Regions from separate parts of the Aedes aegypti genome. Here region 1 is linked to region 2. A link is a contact called in public Hi-C data. All regions are on one chromosome and are shown on one strand. The core of a region is the stretch at or near the end of the contact, and the rest is flanking DNA. Distances in the headings are between cores, read along the strand shown.

Region 1 (5,453 bases), core at 421-2,920, 180 kb before region 2:
TAACTCAAACATGTTCACTTGATAAGGGGCCTTCCTTAGCCGAGTGGTTAGAGTCCGCAGCCACAAAACAAAACCATGCTGAAAGTGTCTGGGTTTTATTCCCGGTCGGTCCAGGATCTTTTCGTCATGGAAATTTCCTTGACTCCCCTGGGCATAGAGTATCATCGTACCTGCCAACGATATACGTGTGCAAAAATGGCCACTTTGGCAAAGAAAGCTCTCAGCTATTAACTGTGGAAGTGCTCATAAGAACACTAAGATGAGAAGCAGGTTTGGTCCAAGTGAGGACTTAATGCTAAGAAGAAGAAGGAGAAGAATATGTTCACTTGATTTTGACAATAAATTTCTATATGCATTGAACTATCGCACTGAATTTTGATTAACAGGCAAATGGGTACAAAAATAAGGTTTTTCGTAATATTTTAGGTAAAAAATATGTGTGTAAACAAAAATTTCAGTTTATGCTCAAAAATGTGTACTTGACTTCTATAAGTAAATTCATGCCGAAACAACAACCATGTTGTCGCTTTGAATATTGTAGAATTTGTAAAAAAAATGCGTTTTCCAAAAAAAAAACAAGAAGTGCCTTTAATAACTTTTTTTAAATAACTTTGGGTACCAGCATCTATTTCCAAAAACCCAAAAATGAACGTCAATCTTAAATAGTGTCCGGCTCCATTGTTGAAAAAATAAATTGAAAATTGCTTCAAGAATGACAGAGACACGCATGGTCAAAGTTGCATGGCTCTGAGGAGGGTTGGGTGTACAGGTGCTTAAACATAAAATATATCTTCATGATGCACTATTCAAAACTGTTCATTGAACGATCAAAACAATAAAATTTTGAGAGCACTTATTTGGTTCAACTTTGGAACATTTTCAACTTTCATGATCATCAATAATGTCTACAGAAAAAAGAGAGAAATAGCGGCCCAGATAGCCATAGTGGTAAACGAGTAGCTTTTCAGCAAAACCAAGCTTAGGGTCGTGTGTCCGAATTCGTCCGGTCTAGGGTCCTTTCGTTAAGGAAATTTTCTCGGCTTCCCAGGGCATAGAGTATCTTCGTAGCAGCAATACAATAAAACTCATGTTAATGTTGCGAATGATTTACATTTGAAATAATATTGCTGTTCCCATAATTTCAAATTGATTTGTGTACGTTACAAAAATAATAATTGTTATCATAAATGATTTGAGTTGAATTACAAGACTCATGAAAGCAATAATTTTCAAAATTATGAATTTATCGGATTCGATGTCAGGTACTAGGGGATCTCCTATTGCCTATTGAGACACACTTGCCCTAAATCGTTGGTTTTATCTCAAAACGGACTGTAACAATAGAGTGCACACCTTTATCAAGTATGATTGTAGCTGAGTGTTCAAATATTCTCGGTGTCTTCGGCTCACTTATTCTTTGTTGAATTGTACCCATATGACGAATGTATATCGACATCACGCTTTTTTTTGTTAGATTATTCAAATTAATTTACGATGGACAAAGTATTTTCATGAACTGTCGACACCATCAGTTTTAACCTATTTACTACATACAAATTGAGCGTGTATAACTGCAGTTGTATGAAAGAAATCGGTTCATATCATGGCTGAGTTGCATGGAATTAGTTTTGCTCCCGCTCAAATAATTCCGTGACATGTTGGCTCTCTGCTGATCAGAGAATGGCACTCATGCTCCGGAGAACATGGAAACACTCACCATATACCGTGCGTTTCCATGCAGCACGTGGTTTTGATACGTAATGCGCATGAACAAATAATACCGGTGTTGATAAAATTCAATGTTATTTATCGTGATTGTCGTTTATGGTACACCTACTCTTGCGTACAAATCATCACACCTGGGTAGCAGTGGGGTAAATAAGTTTATAGAGAAATGTGTCAAATGATTTGATTATGATCCTGTAACTTATTCATGATTAGAGATGTGAATATTATTCTTTATTAGTATCATTTAAGGTGAAACAGCTTGGAATCAACTTCTGATATTGCACTAAAACTTCAAAGGCACAAATCTCGCGAAGGAAGCCTCCAACAACAGTGCACTTTTTATTTTGGCTTTGTGCACTAGCAGAAAGCTTAAAATAAGAAGATCAGGAACGTTTGCCTACTATTTCTCCAGTTTTGTGCCTTTGAAAACGCGAGTAGGGTCACAAGTCGGCCATTGTGACGGCCATCTTTGGATTCCGAGATGTTTCACCTTAAAAAGTGGTTAGAGTCCGCGGCTACAAAGCAAAGCCATGCTGAAGGTGTCTGGGTTCGATTCCCTGTCAGTCCAGGAGCTTTTCGTAATGGAAATTTCCTTGACTTTCCTGGGCATAGAGTATCATTGTATCTGCCACACGATAAACGAATATGAAAATGGCAACTTTGGCAAAGAATGATCTCAGTTAATAACTTTGAAAGTGCTGATTGAACACTAAGTTGGGAAGCAGGCTTTTTCCCAGTGAGGACGTAATTCCAAGAAGAATTAAACAATTATTAACATGTTGCTAAAAACATTTTACCTACATTTTTTGCCGTAGCGTTTCAGAATTTTTACAGGTGAATTGAATTCCTGCTTATAAGAGAAAAAAGTTCCAGTCGGGTAATCAACTGTCGTTTTATTGGCGCCACCTTCGCCCGAGACATCATCAAACTGCAGTGGACCACGCGCTCCTTTGGTAAGCGCTCGCAAATATGCCACACATCCGTACCCATGTTTGCTGGCATCGGTAAATATGTGGACTTCTAGCGAATCAATTTCATATTTAGCGCCACCGATGTAAGGGATGGTACACAAATTATGTCACGCTAAATTTCGACTTTTTAAACCACCCCCCCCCCTTTGTCACGTTTTTTGTATGAGTCCTTCGAAAATTTTGTAAGGCTTGTCACATTTGGCTTGACCTCCTCCCCCCCTTCGAGCGTGATGTAATTTGTGCATGACCCCTAATAGAGGGGAATCCGGATAGCTTCGACCACCGGTAATAGGACTGTCCACCGCTTCCACAGCTGCCAGGAGTCGCGATCGATTTCTTGGTCCCAATCGCAGTAGGATCGTCATTGATACCGTTTGATGATTTTGCCGTGGATGCTAAACGGTGACAGTAGTCCAAGTGGATCGAAAAATCCCATCGCGCAGCTTGCGACAAGTCTTTTCGTCGGCCTTTTGCCTTTGTAGAGGTACGGCAATAACTCCTGGCTGTGTATCGTTGAAAAGGTAAAATGGACCATGTTCGGATTCCAGATGACTCCCAAGACTCTCTTATTCGACATTTGCTTGTCACGGCTGAAATGCACCGGCGCTGCCGGTCTTTCTTCTCCCAGACTCCTCAAGACTTCTGGTGAATTCGACATCCAGTTCCGGATCTCGAATCCTCGATTTTGGTGGACCAATATTACCTCCTGAGCTCGCTTGATAGCTACTTCCTCCGTATCAACGCTATCAAGGTAGTTTTCTACGTAGTGTCGGTGAGTGATCGCCGAAGATGCTTCTGGGTATTGTGAGGCAAACTTCTCAGCGTACCGATTTTTGACGAATTCAGCTTTTCCGCGGTGGATGGATGGCCTCTTCCAACGCGTAGTGGCTTTTCAGCAGCATCGCATCTGCTCGTAGGCAGCGGCGAGTTCATCGCTGTCCAGCTTCTGACGCGGTAGCATCAATTTACCAACCGTATGAACCGTGTGCAAGAGCATCTTGTCGTTAGCACCGGCGTTTGTGCTCGATATCCACAAGCTTGTTCTGTGGGTTTCCTCCACTTACGATACGTTTCTCGTCCGCCTGCTGGTGAGACGCTCTTGTATTCCGAAAGCTCTCAGACGATCGGCAAGCTTTTTCTCCAACAATTCGTCGAAAAATGCGAGCACCGTAGCGGTTTTTCCAACCGCAGTAGAGTTGTAGTGGTACAATCCGGAACAGAACCGTGCAGTTGGTTCTAATGTGTGCACTTAGTCCGACTGGTATCGGTGGTTGGTTTTCTGAAACATTTTGCACGGTTCTGTGGCGTACCCAACTAAGATTAACTCATTTAACAAACACCATTATGACAGTTTTATTCAGCATTATGTTTAATAACATTTTAATAATTTTCATGGCCAACCTTTCAGCCGTTGTTCACACAAATTTGGAGAAACTTTAAAGCATGTCGTTGAATTCCAACTTTATTTTTCAGCTTTTAAAACGTTTTACAAGCATTTAGTTCAGCTTTTATACGACTGTTCCAAAAATATTTAAAAAACAAATAAAAAACAACAAAATATTGTTTAAGGCGCTTCAAATGTAGTGTACTCAAATATCATGATATAACAACCATATTTAAAAATCGCCTGGATACAGGATTCGAACTCGAGACCTTCCAATCGTCAGCGGTATACCTTGCCATCTGCGCCATCCTAGAATTGATGATTTAAACGTCCAGTGCAAAATATAAACCTATCATAGCTGAATATTGATCATGTTAGAGCTTCTATTCGACATCGTCTAATCTACACATGGTAGGCTAATCAACGACTGAACAAGCATATTATGCAGCTGCTGTTTAGTGCTGGTCCAAGCTAAGTTCGGCTATTATAAGCGCACAATGAGAAAATTTATGTCAATGATGGTCAAAAATAATGTTTATTTACACAAAGTGAAAAATACAAATCAATAATATAATTAATTATTTCAAATATAATATATAAAATAAAAACTTATTATGAAATTAGATTAAGGTGAAGATGCATAGAAGCCAAACCTCAAATTTTCAAGAGCACAAATCTAGAGAACCAGACAGCGCGGCGGTTCGAGCTGAAAACCTAATCGATTGGTCACACGCTGGTGGTGACCAATCAATTAAGTTTTCAGCTTGAACGAATGTTTTGTTTCCTAGATTTATGTTCTTGAAAATTTGAGGTTTAGCTTCGATGCATCTTCACCTTAATCTAATTTCATAATAAGTTTTTATTTTATATATTATATTTGAAATAATTAATTATATTATTGATTTGTATTTTTCATAAACCTATTATGCATTAACGAAATAGTCCTCTGTATGAATATATTTAAATCATTTTAGGTGTTCTGAGGACTATGCGCCTGAATAGAAAAATGTTCGAATATCTTGACGCGTGAGATTTTTTTTTCAGAAATGGCCAAGTAAATCATTTTTCTTTGATCGCACTATCAGTTGTGAAGAAATGTCATTTCAAATGTGGCTCGCTATAGAAATTTATTTAATCAATTCTGTAAAAGAAATTTCCACTTTTCTTGAACGGAACAACATCCCGAGCAGGCGAAAAAAGCTTAGCAATAGCAAATTATAATATGGATAGCTAAAAGTGATATTAACTTGATAGATATAATATATAAAAGATCTGGAAACGATATCTTAAACTACATACAAAAAAACTAACAAAATTTTGATGTTGTCTTCAGATCTTTTCAAGTCAAAATCACGCTTTGTTTGTTAGTA
Region 2 (5,014 bases), core at 1,557-4,056:
CCTGGTGTAGGGGTTAGAATACACGCCTCTCACGCCGAGGACCTGGGATCGAATCCCATCCCCGAGATAGTCACTTAGAATTTCAGTGACGACTTCCTTCAGAAGGGAAGTAAAGCCGTTGGTCCCGAGATGAACTAGCCCAGGGCTAAAAATCTCGTTAATAAAGATAGAAAAAAAAATAGATTTGATCCAGTTCCTACTGATGTTTTGTGGCATCATTCATAAAAATAGTCAGAGCAGATTATAAAGATTCTATGAAAGTTTTTTTTGTAGAGTTGTTTAAGAAATTCCAGGAGTCTCTGCATGATGAAATATTGTTTAAGACTGTTCAGTTTCTCCTGAAAACTTTTGTGATTAACCTGGTTACTTTAGTGCAAAAAAAATCACAGAATTATTTCTGTTCATCCATTTATTATATAGAAATCGACAAGGAAATTAGAACAACCTCGCTGGTTGTAAAGGCACGCAGGTTGGTCTATTTTTATTATTTTTTTTTTTTAATGAAACTAATTTAAACAGGACATAAATATAAAAGACATGTCATAAAATTTGATCCAATGAATGATCCTAAAGACGAAAAGCTTTCTTAGTTTTGTAACGACTGGCATGAGAATGAAGAGGTTAGAAGCACACCCCAGTGACAAAAACCTATATTTAAAGAAATCTACGTTGCATTTCAGCATTTTTCTTTCTATACAAATTGTAGGCAAGTCAAGAAAAAACAAGCCTGTATTCTAAAAATTTTGCTATGTTTTCTGTTGAGCGAAAAAAGTCACCTGAAAATATTGTTATGAAAAGGACAAACAGTGGAATATATTGATAATCTCATTTGAAAACCGGTCACTTGCACCCTTTTGCGTTTGGCCCTTCAAATATAGTCACTTTCAATTTCTAGCCTTCCATAAGATTGGAAATTTCCTTAGCATCACACGCTATATCTAAACCAACAGATTATGAAAATCGATTGTACCCCGATTTTTGTTTCCGCTAGAGTTCAGTAATTGGGTTATATATTCATGATCAGCAGATTTTAAAATATTCCATCGGTGAAATTTTGATTTTTTTCACTTTTTAGCTACTTTTCCATATACAGCCAATGAAAATCACGTTTTCTTACACATGTCAGCCCATATAAATTGTATGGGAAAAATTTAGAAACCGATAGGAAAAATCGATAGAATATTTTGAAACCTTCCGATTATAAAATAATAGACCAAATACTGATATCTAGCGGGAAAAATCCGAGGTGCATTCGATCTTCATAATCTGCTGGTTTAGACATAGCGTGCATCACAAATACTTGCCAACGTTTGTCCTACCCAGCGTCTCTGATTAAACTCGTTTTTTCGATTGTACATGAGACAATTATGCGTATAATGGCAGTATAACAGTTCACTTTCGGGCGTTGCAGGATTAACCACGTTTTGACCCAATATGGTAACCTAAATCACGTGCATTTGCACATTCTTCTATCTAGTAACCATATGGTTTTCAGCACCGCGAGTGTACCTTGAATTAGATCAAGCTATCATTGAAAAATTATCAGTAAAAAATTGATCATTTAATTTTAAGTGTCATTTAGATAGGAACAAAATGGATTTTCTAAATATCAAAACTTCCAGAAACCCTCTTCAAAATTTTCAATTACTGTTGGTCATTAAAGTGCCGATATTGAAAAGAACTTCAAATTGCGAGATACATGTTAATCTAGATAAAGAACAAGAAATCGAAGCTTTGCACATCTATTAGGACCATCGAGGTATCAATGATAATCAATTTTAACTAAAATTCAATACTTGGAAATTGAAGAAAAAGCTTTGAAAATGAACTTTTTACGGATTTATTTGAACATGTTCTATAATTCGTTTTCTTTTTTCTCTCTCCCAACAGCACCCCCACGATGTGGATTTGGTGTTCGACGATATCTCGTCGCCAATTGCGAGCAAGGTCGTCATCGGTGGTGAACAGCGGCCTCAATCGCAGTCCTCGTCGGTGAGTAAACGAAGTGCCGACCGCCACAACGTCGAGGAGGAAAGCCTCTTCGATTTGAGTGGCTTCGATAACAACAATGTTGCGTTGGCCGACGACGACGCGGACGAGGACGAAAACGACGACGAAGACGACTTCGGAGAAGCTGACGCCCTGGCAGAGGCCGCAGAACCAGAAGCTGAAAGTCCGAATTGGCTGGTGCGAAGTGTTCACAGAATTAAGCGTAGCATAGATAATCTATTAAGTGGGCCTGACAAGACCGTGAAACCCGCCAAAAACAACAACAAAAAGAAGAAAAAGAATCCGAAGAAACCACTTAACGGTAGTAAAAAGGCAAGAATCGAAGGAGATTTAAACGCTGGCAAGAAGAGCGCCAAGAAGAGCCAATTGAGTGAGAAACGGAAAGGTGAAAATTTGAAAAAATCGACACGCACCGAAAAGAACAAACGAAAGCAAAACGCCGACGCGCTTCGACTGAAGCGACAGTTCGACGAATCTGCGTACGACGATGAGGACAGAATGTCTGGCTCGGGTGGATTGCCGGATCGTGGGTTCGAGAATGCTTGTGAGTTTCCGACGTTCGATGGATAGAATCGATACACGATGATTGATGTTTGTTTCTGTTTTCAGATAAGCTGACATTGACGGTATTCGAGCCCTACGATCCAGAGTTCGAAAACAAGGAGAGCAACCAATTCAAACAGGTCGCTAAGACTGTGGCGGAAAAATTACATGCTCTGCTGAGCGACTTGGACTTGAGTGCGGACTTTATCATCACGGTGCAAGAACTAGAGTAAGTTGTTGTATCTCCTTATTTGTTCTCTCCTGAGAAGGCTCCCACGAGTGTATCTCAAAGCCAAAGCCAAGCATTTCTTAGCGTGTAATTGCATACAATCTTGCATTCAATTGAACTCTTTCTCCCGGAATGCTCCGCTCTCTGTCTCTGCGCGTCGCGTTACGCTCTGCAGAGATAAAACACAAACCATGTTTCTCCACGCTCACCACTCACTCTCTGTTTACAGGCGAAACTCAGACGATACGCGCGAAACTTTCGTCACGTTTGAAATCAACGTGGACAAGAGCCTGTCGAGGAACTCCATTGATAATCACCTGCGTTTGGCCATCGAGCACGGTTACGAGAACTTCGACATGAAGGGATACAGTCTCACCGCGGAAGGTAATTCGTTAAAAAGTTTAGCTTGGTATTTGGTGCATATCTTTTCAGGAACAACTTGCAGATTGAACTTGCGTGTACGCGTATGCGTATAAAAATGGGGTACGTTTTTCTGATACCATTAAAAAATCACTTGGCCCAGTCTGTCTGAACATCGACCAACTATCCTTGAGGGATTTTCTATGGAATTGTGGTGGGATTATCGGTGGTATTCTAGGAGAATTCTCTGGGGAATCTGGGAAATTTACTCAGTTTTTTAAAGAATCCCTGAATATATTTTTGTAACAAAAAATACACAGAAAAAAATTATAGACGATAAAATCAAGAATTACTTATAAACCCAATGAAAATAAAAGCATTGAGAACAGAGGTATTATTTATCACTGACATGCCGTGGGGTACCGTTTTGATTCGAATCGCGGACATTCTACTTTATATGGGAAAGATTTCACTCGAAATGTTTCAAAATGTGCCGTACAAAAATTCCCTATCTGAAAGATGATTTTTATTAACATTTTACAAAGCGTTCCATGAAAATTTACAACGTTCAATTAGTTCTGACGTCTTTCTAACGGTTTAGTGCGTTTAATTAATTATTCGAATAGTCTAATTGTGTGGTGGTGTGTGGTGGTGACCAATCGATTAAATTTTCAGCTCAAACGGGTGTTCGGTTAACTAGATTTGTGCTCTTGAAAATTTGTGGTTTGGCTTCGATTCATCTTCACCTTAAGAAGCGTACGCACGTAATGAATAATTATTGTATGTTTTGTCTGGCCGTATCGTGCGCCTATATAAGGCGCACACATTGAATTTGTAAGAATGTAGTTTCTTACGTTTCTCCACCGAGTAGGCATGCTGCCTCTCAGTGGTAATAAATTTGTTAAAGTGAAGCCGTTCGCTTGATTTGCCGTCCGTTTTATCGTAAAAGACACAACGTAGGAAAGACGTCCTGGCCGAAACAACATATTAACAATATATTCATAAGTTTTCGAAGAAAGTGGATCTTGAGATTTGATCCTTCAAACGTTACCATAATGATTGACTGTAACAAGAACTTCCCGTGCGGCTTTCATAGAGGCTGTTAGCTTAATACTAAATAACGTTGCAGATGAAAGGCACACAAAACACCCAACAGACCAAAGAAGAGTGCTCCGATTGACGAAAAGCTTCTTCTGACTGGAAAGGAAAGGATGGTTTTCTGCGTTACACTTACAATGCGTGTAAATTACCGCCGCCGCTAGCGCACGGTTATGAGGCCCACAATAGAACACATTTTTCTATGGGAAGCGTGCGGGTGGTCATTGGTTTTTCAGTTCTGTCGCCTAAACGGTAAAAGATACCACTTTGGCGTCTATGGACGAAAGTTATAGTATGGATTGATGAAACAAAATATATTTTTTTGAAATTTTTTCATCATACAGACGATACTTTTTTCGCTATTTTTCCGACAATTTTCTCCATGGTGAAAAATTTTCAGAGAAATGTTTTTGTTTTTATATTTTTAATAGATCACTGAGAAAATTTCTTTTCGATTTGACTAAAAAACTTTTGTTCTACGATGCATAGTTCAGGAGATATGAATTTTCAAAGTTTGAGGTATATAGAGAAATCGTGAAAATTCATCTAGAGTTTTCCGGGAAAATAGGCCACTACATTTTTTTTGAATTTCACTTTTGGTTATGTATCCACGAGCTCTACCTCTGGTGAAAATTTCATGCAAATCGGAGAACCTCCGGCCCAAATTGTCCGATAATAAAAAAAAAATCCCAAAATGTTTAGAAACCATTTCTGGTTCATAGTGGGGTAATAGTTCGAATCAGTGAGGCAAAAATTCAACCCATATATGAACTT

Evidence for each region. Hi-C and Micro-C count contacts between places; a contact is called where the count stands out from the background.
Region 1: a contact with region 2 is called in a Hi-C map of whole pupa, with 7 times the contacts expected there. The contact joins two enhancer-like sites. A contact is called at or near these places in 2 of 2 Hi-C or Micro-C datasets (whole body and whole pupa).

The regions. Positions count from the first base shown.
Region 1 is chr3:192,916,853-192,922,305 of AaegL5.0, reverse strand. No RefSeq gene overlaps it. Among protein-coding and RNA genes, the nearest start is that of LOC5575043, 44 kb to the right of the region's middle. Within about 2 kb of position 1,670, at least 3 of the 3 cell types and tissues checked have open chromatin away from gene starts, as enhancers often do.
Region 2 is chr3:192,741,678-192,746,691 of AaegL5.0, reverse strand. LOC5575043 (basement membrane-specific heparan sulfate proteoglycan core protein) reads left to right here. Exons shown (of 57, transcript XM_021849439.1): 3 at 1,891-2,554; 4 at 2,620-2,782; 5 at 3,012-3,166. Among protein-coding and RNA genes, the nearest start is that of LOC5575043, 130 kb to the left of the region's middle. Within about 2 kb of position 2,806, at least 3 of the 3 cell types and tissues checked have open chromatin away from gene starts, as enhancers often do.